Regions from separate parts of the Macaca mulatta genome. Here region 2 is linked to region 1. Evidence: chromatin contacts called from public Hi-C data. All regions are on one chromosome and are shown on one strand. Each heading gives the region's core, a stretch centred on a gene start, on an enhancer-like site or on the middle of the called end of the contact. The rest is flanking DNA. Distances are from core to core; before and after follow the strand shown.

Evidence for each region. A called contact is a pair of places that touch in the nucleus more often than the background predicts.
Region 2: a contact with region 1 is called in a Hi-C map of fetal cortex germinal zone, with 5 times the contacts expected there. The contact joins the promoter of CCDC88A here to the promoter of CFAP36 in region 1. A contact is called at or near these places in 3 of 14 Hi-C or Micro-C datasets (fetal cortex germinal zone, fetal cortical plate and fibroblasts).

Annotation. Positions count from the first base shown.
Region 1 is chr13:69,106,808-69,113,076 of T2T-MMU8v2.0, forward strand. CFAP36 (cilia and flagella associated protein 36) reads right to left here and starts at 2,397. Exons shown (of 10, transcript NM_001190915.2): 1 at 2,166-2,397. The coding sequence starts at 2,280.
Region 2 is chr13:69,199,816-69,206,084 of T2T-MMU8v2.0, forward strand. CCDC88A (coiled-coil domain containing 88A) reads left to right here and starts at 3,260. Exons shown (of 33, transcript XM_077959562.1): 1 at 3,260-4,100; 2 at 4,197-4,297. The coding sequence starts at 4,038.

The DNA of each region.
Region 1 (6,269 bases), core at 1,147-3,646:
GTGTAAAAAACAAATCATTTTATTAATGCAAATTTAAAAATCCATTCCTTAGAAATAGAACTATCATTCTTATAACCTGGCTCTTCAGCTTTGAATTCTTAGGGTTTATCTTTGAAAAATATATAAACAAATATATCTAAAAATATATACTATTGGCCAGGCACTATGGCTCATACCTGTAATCCCAGCACTTTCAGAGGCCAAGGTGGATGGATCACCTAAGATCAGGAGTTCAAGGCCACCCTGGCCAACGTGATGAAACCCTGTCTCTACTAAAAATACAAAAATCAGCCAGGCGTGGTTGCGCGCACCTGTAGACCCAGATAATTGGGAGGCTGAGGCAAGAGAACTGCTCGAACCCGGGAGACGGAGGTTGCAGTGAGCCGAGATTGCACCACTGCACTCCAGCCTGGGCGACAGAGTGAGACTCCACCTCAAAAAAAAAAAAAAAAAGAAAAGAAAAAAAATATATATATATACACCACATGTATATATACTATTAATTGTAAACCAGCTTTTTTGCCTACTCGAGAAAATATTTAAAATGAATTATACCTCATATTTAAGACAAAAACACATTTCAATCAATATGAGGCAATAATTTCTTCATCACTTTTAATGGAATATTATTGTTAATGGTTAAATCCTTTTACAATACGTTCCAGATTATTTTATTGTATTGGAATTTTGCTGATGTAATTGTTATGGAAAGTGACCAGTCCATTTTTGTTACCACAGATAAATAATGAAGTTAAATAAAATCAAAACAAGTGTTTACTGAATAATCATATGTATAAAACAATGCAATGAGCCAAGATCGCGCCACTGCACTCCAGCCTGGGCAACAGAGCGACACTCCGTCTCCCAAAAAAAAAAAAAAAAAAGAGTACAAATAGAAGTTATTTCGTTTTTGAACACTGTTTTAAAATTACCTGTAAAAACAACCCTTTAATAGCTATGATTTGAATTTCGATTATAGCAATGAAAATGTAATAAAAAGATTCAGTGGTCAAACTGAATTTCATCTTTACCAGATTCATGATATCTTGGAATTTAAAGAAGTCTTAAAAGGTCATCCAGGATAACCGACCATTTGATAGCTGAATAGCTGAATCCCTCTAACCCTATTAAGTCGCTATCAGATCCATTCAAACACTGCCGGAGCCGGGAAGCTCATTACCTTCTGACACAGGCTAACTCATCTTGGATACATTCTGTCATGAAGCACTTCCTTCACTGAAATTTGTTTCCCTGTAGCTTGTACCAACTGACCCTAGCTCTATTTCATTGAACCTTACAACACAAAACAGATGTTCAAACAACTGATGAATATTACTACCCTCAAAGTCTTGCCCGACTAAACAACCACAAAAACGCTTGGGCACTCATTTACATGACGTGTTTTCTAGTTCCTTTTCTGCGAATGGGCTGCAAAGTCTTCACGAACTGAATGCAGAACTCCAAGGTGAAGAACTGCTCAGAACCCGGAGGTGTCTGTCCTTCACAGGGAATATAATGCCATATCTATACGCCTCATTTGTTCCAAGAATGGTTCCCGGCCCCACCTCGCAAAGTTTTGGTATAGCCAACAGTAGAGCTCACCAAGGGGAATACAGGCCATCAAAAAACACTGGTTCTGGGCTTCCTGAAGTTATCACATGCCCTCCTTTGCAGTTAACTGTTGGTTTGGAGTGAATCATTTCTCATTTCCTAAGCTGACTACACCGGGCGAAATGCTAGGGATCATAAGGAACTCAGGTAAACCGACCCTTCTCCTCTCAAGTCTGGGAAAGCTGTTGAAGAAGCCCAGCCAAACAGTCCACCTGCCCAGGGCAGAAACGTTCGGGACAGGGTGAGAGACCGAATTTACGATTCAAGTCTAATGTTCTTCGGACGTGCGCTTGGGCCCCAGGGAAGGGGAGCCTCGGTCCCTATTTTCAGGTCTGCGAAAGAACACATCGGCAGGGTGAAAGGAATTGCTCCTACATAACCAGCTCTAAACCTGACGACGGGGGTGGAGAAGGGGGTGAGGGGAACAAGACCTGACGACAGGGGTGGACACAGGGGATGGGGGAGACGAGAGATGATTTGTGGTTACCAACCCCCTGCCCGCCGCTGGTGTGAGAGAGGAGAAGAGGATTGTCGGTTCAGACTCTGGTTTTTACCTTCACATTTCTGTTCCACAAAGTCCAAGATGGGGATGGACCAGTCTGGGCCTCGCAGGAATCCCGCGATGCTCTCCACCATCCACTCCACCTCGTCCTCTTCCTCCGCAGCCATCCCGCCCCAAAGGGGCAACGGGGAATATCCCTAGGCCAGACCGCCGGACCCTGCTTAGGCCTTTGGGCCACAAGGAGCCGAGAGGGAGTAGGGGAAGAGCTGGCCCGCAGTCGCTCAACCCCCAGGAGGGAAGCTACCAACCAGTTAACGCAAAATGGTCGCTATGGCAACACACGTAGCCGCCCTAGACCGCGGCCCGGAAGTGAAGACAACTTTCCAGGAGCCTGCGCACTTAGCGGGGAGGGGAAACGTTTGAAAAACGTTTCTGATTGGTTAAAATAGAACAGTGGACGAGGGCTGAGAAAAGAAGTGTAGCCATTGGCTGGAAGTCGTAGACAGATTCTCTGCGCTCTCTATTCTGGTAAGTACGTAGGAGCCAAGGTTTAGAAAAGGCGCAGTAGCCGGGCGCGGTGGCTGGTGCCTGTGATCCCAGCACTTTGGGAGGCTGAGGCTTGCGGATCCCCTGAGGTCAGGAAGTCGAGACCAGCCTGGCCAACATGGTGAAACCTCGTCTCTACCAAAAATACAAAAATTAGCCTGGCGTGGTGGCGCCGCCTTTAATCCCAGCTACTCGGGAGGCTGAGGCAGGAGAAAGGCTTGAGCCCGGGAGGCGTAGGTTGCAGTGAGGCACTGCAATGCAGCCTGGGAGACTGCGTCTCAAAAGAAAAAAAAAAAGAAAAGGCTCAGTGAGGGTCTGAGGTAACCGGGCCTCCTCCACCTGACAGGGCTTCAGCGGCTGCTGTTCATCATTGTATCCCCAGCACCTCAGTCCCAACCATTTTCAGACCATTGGCCCAGAAGTTTGTAAGTAAAGGGTTGTCTGAAAATACAAAGCCGAGGTGTGTGAGACTGGCTCATTGTCTGTCAGTTTGCATCTGTATCTTCAGTCGGGTCTTGAACCTCTTACGCTTGGATAAAGATAACTAGAATTAGGAGCTTTTCAAGGGCAAAATAAAAGTTAATGCTCAAATAAATGCCTTGGTAACCAAATCTTGTAACTCCAATTCAGCTTTTAGGTGGAATGGGGGTATTCAGTGGTCATTGTCAAGGTGTTTGGAGTTCCAAAATATCTTCAGACAACCATATATATATATATACACATACACATACACAACTGCATGGTATTCCATAAACCACCCTTTAGTCTATTTTTATTTCGTGAATGTGCACACAATATCTTACCTGAATGCATAAAGATGATCATTATATGCCTTTTTTTTTTTTTTTTTTTTGAGACGGAGTCTCGCTTTGTCGCCCAGGCTGGAGTGCAGTGGCGTGATCTCGGCTCCCTGCAGCCTTAGCCTCCTGGGTTCAAACGATTCTCCTGTGCGTCAGCCTCCTGAGTAGCTGGGATTACAGGCATGTGCCACCACACCCAGCTAATTTTTGTAGTTTTGGTAGAGACAGGGTTTCGCCATGTTGGCCAGGTTGGCCTGGAACTCCTGACTTCAGGTGATTCGCCCGGCTCCACCTCCCAAAGAGCTGGGATTACAGGCGTGAGGCACCGTGCCTGGCCATGTGCAATTTTTTTCTTTTTCCTCCTCCGTGCTGTGGATTTGCCATTTTTTGCTTCTACAAACTGCTGTTGTAAATGTTGCATCCTGAGAACTGTTGGTTTTATTTACTACTCCAAGGGATAGATTCCAACAGAATTGCTAAATGAAAGAATATATATCTTGGTTAATTTGACCAAACGTCAATTGCTACATTAAATTACTTGAATTTTTTAAACCCATTAACAATTGTGTAATGAATATACTTGCACGTATGTTTTTGAACTCTAGTCTCATTATTTCCCTTGAACAAATTCTCAAGGGAAAATTACTGAACTAATTTTTTTAAATATTTTTAAAAAATAATCTTTGCCAATCTACTAGGTTAAAATGATAGCCCCCCTCCCAACCCACCCCCCTTTTTTTTTGTTGAGAGGGAGTCTTGCTCTGTCACCCACGCTGGAGTGCAGTGGTGACATCTCGGCTCACTGCAATTGAAAGTGTAAGAATATTTGGTATCCTTAGTTTGGTGACTATCTAAACCACTTTAGGAGGAATATAGTATTTCATCCTAAAAGAGCTGTTTTTTGTTTTTTGTTTTTTTTTTTTTTGAGACGGAGTTTCGCTCTTGTCTCCCAGGACTTTGCGAGGCCAAGGTGGGTGGATCACTTGAGGTCAGGAGTTTGAGACCAGCCTGCCCAACAGCAAAACCTCATCTCTACTAAAAATTAGCTCGGTGTGGTGACGGGCGCCTGTAATCCCAGCTAATTGGGAGGTTGAGGCAGGAGAATCGCTTGAACCCGGGAGACAGAGGTTGCAGTGAGCAAAGATTGCACCACTGCACTCCAGCCTGGGCGACAGAGTGAACCCCGTCTCCAAAAAAAAAAAAAGATACATGTAACAAAACGAAAATAGATGCACATACATAAACATATATATATACACACACACACGGTGCACTACACACATACACATAACAAGCACTTTTACCATAGGGTTGATATGTGATTTAGAGAACATATGATATGAGATTTAATTAGAGAGGGACAGAGTCTCACTGTCGCCTAGGCTGGAGTGCAATGGCCCAATCTTGGCTCACTGCAACCTCTGCCACCCAGGTTCAAGCAATTCTTCTACCTCAGCCTCCTGAGTAGCTGGGACTACGGGTCCACGCGGCCATGCCCAGCTAATTTTTTGGATTTTAGTAGAGACAGGGTTTCACCATGTTGTCCAGACTGGTCTTGAACTCCTGAGCTCAGGCAATCCGCCCGCCTCAGCCTCCCAAAGTGCTAGGATTACAGGCGTGAGCCACCGCACTTGGCCAAGAACACATATTAAAAGTACTTGGGGCCGGGCGCGGTGGCTCACGCCTGTAATCCCAGTGCTTTGGGAGGCCGAGGCAGGCGGATCACAAGGTCAGGAGATCGAGACCACGGTGAAACCCCGTCTCTACTAAAAATACAAAAAATTAGCCGGGTGCGGTTGTGGGCGCCTGTAGTCCCAGCTACTCGGGAGGCTGAGGCAGGAGAATGGCGTGAACCCGGGAGGCGGAGCTTGCAGTGAGCCGAGATCGCGCCACTGCACTCCATCCTGGGCGACAGAGCGAGACTCCGTCTCAAAAAAAAAAAAAAAAAAAAAAAAAAAAAGTACTTGGGATTATGCTAGGTACTTAGTAAATGCTTAATACATATTAGATATTGTTATTATATGTAGTTTAGGTATCTGTTTGCTTTCAAATTTGCAGCATGAATGTAAGGAACTATTCCTTTTATTTTGCCTCTTCTTTCAAAGACAAATCATTTGTGTTTTTTGCTACAGCCCTAGGAAATCTCTTGCTTCTCCCCATCTCCTGTACTGATACTGAGTGTCTGCCCTACTAAAGGAATATAAAATTCAAATCATAACAACATGACTGCATTTTCAAGGACCATGTGAATAACAATTGTTCACATTTATGTAGTGTTTTACAGTTTACAAAGGGATTACATCTGTTTGACTTACAGCAAACTTGTGAGCTAAATAAAGATAATATTAAGATTTTCTCCCTCTTCTAGATAGTGTATTAGTTTGCTAGGAGTGCTGTAACAAATTACCACAGACTGGGTGGCTTGAGCAACAGACATTTACTTTCTGAAAGTTCTGAAATCTAAAAGTCTCTGATCAAGTTGTTGGCAGGGTTGGTTTCCTTTGAGGCTTCTCATCTTGCCTTGCAGAAGGCTGTCTTCTCCCTGTGTCTATACGTGGTCTTACCCCTGTACAGTCTGTGTACTCATCTCCTTTTCTTACAAGGACATCAGCCATATTGGATTAAGGCCCCCTAATAGCCTCATTTTAACTTAATTACCTCTTTAAAAACTGTATCTCCAAATACAATTGCATTCTGAGGCACTGTGGATTAGGACTTCAGCATATGAGTTTGAGGGTAACACAAATTCCACACATAACAGATGGAAGAACTGAGTCTGTGAGGTCAAGTGTCTTGCCCAGGTTCAGAGC
Region 2 (6,269 bases), core at 2,010-4,509, 94 kb after region 1:
CCACTTATTGTCTATTATAAACAACGGTGCCATTCTGCTGCTGCACTAGCTTATGAATGTGATTAGCTTTGCAAATCCGTACTTAAAAATATTTGTCACCAAGGAACCTGGTTCTGGGTGAGTCTATCACTTCCTATAGTGTAGATCAAGATAGACACGGGTAGAAGTTCATATGGGTGCTTTTGATACATGGGTTGTGTTATTCATATGCAACCTGAAGGAGAAAGCCTCAATTATAATACACAGGGGAGAGTCTTTCTCTAGTGATTTCTAAATGGGACCATGGTCCATTCTAACCGTTTAGTTTTGGATTAGAAGAGAGCTAAGCAAACAACTTACATCCTAACCAGATGGGTATGATTTTTCCAAACCCCTTTCGTGCTGGATTTAACATTCCAAGAAAGAATGCATTCAGGACACATAAACGACTACAAAGTACAAAACAAAAGTACTTTGAAGAAATCTTGAGAAATTTCTTCCTCAGTGAAATGTGGATAGGAAACTTTTGAATTTAATTTTATAGGATGTTGCAATTCAAAGACCATTAAACTGGGTATAATATACAATCCCTCTTTAACCAGACAGAGAAATTACTGGTTGTACTCTTGAGATATTATAAAGCATTTTTAAGGCTGCTGTTAAACTAGGGAATTGTGAATTGGTAGGTTTTCAAATAAGTTCCTCCAGACCTCAGTCTGGTCTAAAGTTTCCTGTTTTTACAATTAACTCCTCATGTTTCTTTGTTGAGTGTGTGTGTGTGTGTGTGTGTGTGTGTGCGCGCGCGCGTAAAACCTAAAGATAGACCAGAAAGCATCTGGGGCCATCTGGCTCTACAGGAGAATCCAGATTTCTGTGAGGGATGGGTACTAAATTGCATAAACAATACTACCTTAATGTATGACTCCTGTGCTAACTCTTCAGTCACCACTTCGAAATGCCCCTAACCTGCTGTATTTGGTATTAATACTTTTTGTTTTTTTGTCTATGAATGAAGCAGATTGATTTGTCCTAGGATAAACCCAGTATAGGCATAATTACTTCCATATTGTTTTGTCAAGCATCTGGGGGATTACAAAGAAAAGTGGATATGTCAAGCACTGGGCTGCTCCTGAAAGCAATGCTGTCTTCTTGGTGCCTACTCTCCTTCTGTCTGCATTTCATTTGCCAAATAAAGGACCACTATTAAGAAACAGTCATCAGGCCAAGAGCAGTGGCTCTCACCTGTAATCCCAGCACTTAGGGAGGTCGAGGCAGGCAGATCACTTGAAGTCAGGAGTTCAAGACCAGCCTGGCCAACATGGTGAAACCCCGTCCCTACTAAAAATACAAAAATTAGCTAGGGGGTGGTGGCGGGCACCTGTAATCCCAGTTACTCGGGAGGCTGAGGCAGGAGAATCACTTGGACCCTGGAGGCAGAGGTTGCAGTGAGCTGAGATCGTGCCACTGCACTCCAGCCTGGGTAATAGAGTGAGACTCCGTCTCAAAAAACAAAACAAATAAAAAAAGGAGTCACCAAGCCAGGCGTGGTGGCTCACACGTCTAGTCCCAACTGCTAGGGAGGCTGAGGTGAGAGGGTCACTTGAGGCCAGGAGTTTGAGGCTAGCCTGGGCAACATAGTGAGACTCCCATATCTAAAAGACTTTTTTAAAAGTCATCAAGAGCAGATGGAAAAGATTGCTAGCAATAAGGATGTCTGAAGGCTTGTGTACTGACTAGGGAAATTCAAGGTTCTACTTGTACACTACCTAGCAAAGTGCCACATGAATGCATCCTAATTTTAATTAAGATGATTTTCAAAGGGCATTCAGTTCCCTACTCCTCAAAGCAAGATCCTTTCTCCTGTAACTGAAGTAGAAAGGTTACATTTCAAGTTTTTTCATAAAGGTTCTTTATTTTGAAGGAATAATGTTAAAAACAACATTAATGACATTTATAGAACACTTACTATAAGCTGCCATTTCACTTACCCCTATTATTAGCCCTGCTTTACACGTGAAGGAACCAAAGCACAGAGAGCCTCAATAACGTGCCTAGGCTCACACAGCTGGTGCATATTGGAACTAGGCAGGAAGACTTCAGAGTCCAGGTTCCCAACTACCCAATTAAGAAATTGTGCTGTTTCTTAATTGTGTGATGACAGAGACATTTTTACTGCTAATTTAAAATATATACTCTATGTAAATATTTATGTAATGTAAACATAGCACACATTATAAAACTATATTATCTTTTCTCAAAAAAGATTGCATTCTACATGCCCATTTTACCCCAGGAAAAAAGTCTTTATTTTCCTTTTAAATGAGGAGTAACATTTGATTTTGCCAGGGAACTTAAAATTATGTCGAGGTTCCAGTCGTGCATGGCATGGAGATTTATGACAAATATGTAATCTGTTTGTCACCCAACTTGGATGACTTCCAAATGTTTCTTCTTTGTAGTTCTTGATTTTGCTTGGGATTCCCCCCCACCCCGACCCCTCAATGGCCAAATAGCAAAAAACAAAACAAAACCAAAAAACAATGTCTGAGTCACGTTTGCTCCAGTCAGGGAATACCAACGTGCTGACAGACAGCTCTGGTTTTTAAAAAATCTTACTGTATGTCACTTGCAACTCTGAAGAATATTCATGCGTTAGTGGACTGGATTTGGAAGAAAAAAAAAAGAAGCAGAAAAAACCCACCAAGTTGCGGCTCAAGTCCCTCTGCCATTTGCTGCAGTGAGTTTTCCTATTCCATTTTGCTGGGGGGAAGGCATGCTTTACAGAACACATCAAACTGTCCGAAAAAGGTTGTCTGCAACCCTCACGTTTAAAAGAGAAGGATTTCTTTCCCTTTCCTTCACATATCAAAGAAGGCACTCGGGGAGGAAATAAACCATAATTACGCATGAGCGAGCGAGGGAGCAGACAGACCCCTTGCTCTGCCTTCCCTGTCCCCGCCCCCCAAGCCTGGGCGCAAGCGAGGAGCGGGGTGTCTCCCCAGCAGCTGCAGCGAACGCGCGTCCACGCCCGCGCCCGCCGCCAGGATCTGGGCGGCGGCGGGGCTAGCCCGGGGGCGCGCTCGCTCGGGAGCGCGCTCATGCAGCGGTTTTCTTCTCCCACAATCCAGAGGCAGCTGCGCGGGAGGGGCGGGGAGTCGGCGGAAGGATATCGGCGCGGAGGAAGCTACGCGCTCCCTTTGACGGCCGTCCCCGACATTGGCGGGCGGCTCTGGCGGGCGGCGAGGGGTGGGGTGTGATGCGGCACTGCGGTTCTGAGGCCGTTACTCCGGCTTCTCCATAGAGGGCGGAGGAGGCTGGAGCGCGGCGGTGATTTTGTGCCAGGGATTCCCAGAGAAGCGCTGAAAAGGCTGGCAGGGCTTAGGAAGCTGGGGGGTTAGGGACACGCATTCAAGCCCCCACCCCCGGGAGGGGAAGGGGGCTGGAGGCAAGGCTTGAGGGCGGCGGAGGGATGGTGTCTGTTCGGGGGGAAGGGGTGAGCCCTGCCTGTTGGTGCTGAGGGGCTGCGGGCAGTGGAGGCTCCGCGGGTCGAAAGCGGCTCCATGCCCATCGGTGGGTGGAACGTGTAGAGGTCGGAACGCCGAGGTCGAGTCTGGCGGCCCCTCGGAATCCTTAACGTGGTCTCTGTCTAACGTATTTCATTTAGCCCACGTTGGGATTAATTCATTGGGAGCAGTTTCGCTGGTCTGGCTCCTCCAGGAGCTGGACAACCTTGACGGGCTTTTTGTCTTGGGCTCCAGCCCCCTTTCCCTTCCTCCTCCTCCAGATGCCTTTTCTCTGCCCCTCCTCGCCCGGTACAGACATTTCCAGCGCAGGCTGCTGCTCGTGGTGTCCGTCGTCGAAGCCACTTCTTGGGATTTCGGCTTGTTTCCCTCTGGGGTGTTTTTTGAGGAGGGAGAGTGCCCCCCTCCTCCACGATGGGATTTTCCTCCCTTGCCGAAATGGACTTTCATTGATTTATACTTACTTCCACGTTTAGTGACCAATTCCCTAGGCGTATTTTTGTGGTAGTTCCTTTTTTCAAATACATACTCTGTAAAATGGAGAACGAAATTTTTACTCCCCTTCTGGAGCAGTTCATGACCAGCCCCTTGGTCACTTGGGTAAGTGGGGTGTCCTTTATTGTATATTTTGCTGCGTTATTTGTGGCTGCAGAGATGGAGGTGGGCGTTCATGTCGTGGTGATCCTTCTGTTCTAGGTTAAAACGTTTGGACCTCTGACTGCAGGAAATGGGACCAACCTTGATGAATATGTGGCTTTGGTGGATGGGGTGTTCCTGAACCAGGTCATGCTCCAAATGTAAGTTCTTCCTTCTTTCCTAGGTAACTTGTTTTCTTTGAGAAATAGCATACGGTGAACTTTGAGACACGATGTTTTAAGCCCCTAATTTGCTTCATTGGCCAGAAAAATTCAGGTGGTTTAAGAATTAGATCTTGAAAGGAATGATAATGTTATGCGCTCAGCCCATTATCACAACCTAGTAATTCTACCTGTTAAAATTGTGAAACTTTAATTTTTCATTCTGTCAACCATGTATCGTCACTTGTCTTCAGTACTGAAATCCAAGCCACATTGTGTCTTCTTTGATAATTTGGTAAAATAAAAGAGAGAATGAGAATCTGGTTTCTTAAGATAGGAAAAAAGACTTTACTGTGAAGTTATGTGCATTTGATGCAGAAATGTTTCTTATTAACCTCTATATCTAGAAATAAGTGGCTCAAAATTTGAAACTCGTTAAGTAATAGCAGATTTCAGAAGGGAAAATTTCAAACGGTTCTGATTGGTGAGGACTCTTGCTGTAGTAAGTAATTTAAATGCCTGTAATAACTAAAGCTTGATGAGATGATTTATTGTGTGAATTATTAGGTTGCTTAATATTTTAGGGATCATTTTAAGGTATTCTTACAGGTTTTGAAATGCAAGTATCAAGTCTTAATAACAATTAGATAACGACTTAGTGGGCAAATCTTTGTCTTTTGTGTTTATAATATTGGGTTTGTACTAAGTAGGAAAGTATGCTTTTGAGATGGGAATTGAATAGTGAAAGTATATTGGTAGCTGGATTAGTAAAATTAAAACTCAGTTTTTATCCAATTACAGATATTGTAGCATACGTGCATTCTAAGTACGCTAATGTAGTTTATCAAACTGAATTTTTCAGTTGTGCTCAAAGTAATGCGTACTTAGGCTTATTTCTCTTTAATAAAATCTGATTAGAAGAGGTAGTTTGGAACTTTTATATGTATGGGAAATCGGTGTGTTATTAATGAATAGTTGTTACTAGAGAATAAGTCTACCTTACTGCTCTGATAACCTTATCGTTTGTATTTTATTGATTTAGATTTTTATGTTTAAGACGGTAGAAGTCAAATCTATAAAAAATTGCTCTCGTTAACTTCTCTATGTGCTCAAAGATATTTGTGGGCTGTTTTTCATGTACGTGTTGATCCTACAGGGAAGTATTATACTATTACACATTTTCAACCAGTGTTTTATTTTCATAGGCACCCAAAGAAATATGTATGTTATCTGAATATGTATATATGTTTTCCTTAAGAAAGGAAAAAAGAGCGTAGACATTATTTCCAGGGTTAGTAAATATATTTTTGACAGCTGTGTAATGGAATTATTTTTTATCCTCAAAATATCTAACTATTTCCTAAGCAAAATGGTAGGATAATAAACTGACTTCTGTTTTGGGGAAACTACATGACAGAAAGGGTAGCCATTACACTAGATATTCAGAACTTGTTCCCCTATGTCTCTTTATGTGCTTATTTTTAGACAGAAAATTTTGAATTTGTGTGCTAAAAAAAAATGTGTGTTCACAAAAATAGGGAAATAGATTACTTTAGTTTTCCACTTTAATTTTATTTGAACGATTCTTTTTCCAAAAAAATTTGGTTTTTTTTTTTTGCATCCTAAATACTTAACTGAGGTGCTAAAAACAAATACATTAGTTTGTTTCCACTTCGAATGCAGTTTTATGCTAAAAAATACATGTATATTTTGAAAATGATGGTATTCCAAAATAGTGGTTGCCAGGTTGCTGTTTTTCATGAGGGGTAGCTCCTTTCCAAACCACAACTCTGCTTCTGTATTTTCAGTTCCACCTCTCAGTTTCTTTAGATTTTTTTTTTTTTTTGGTGTCCTAATTCTGTTGTAAATGACCTATATAAATTAAAAGAAAAGAAAAGAAAAAAAGTATACTTTTGCTTTGTTTGAATAATTTGCTAAAAGAAGATCAACACATTTATTTTAATTATTTAAC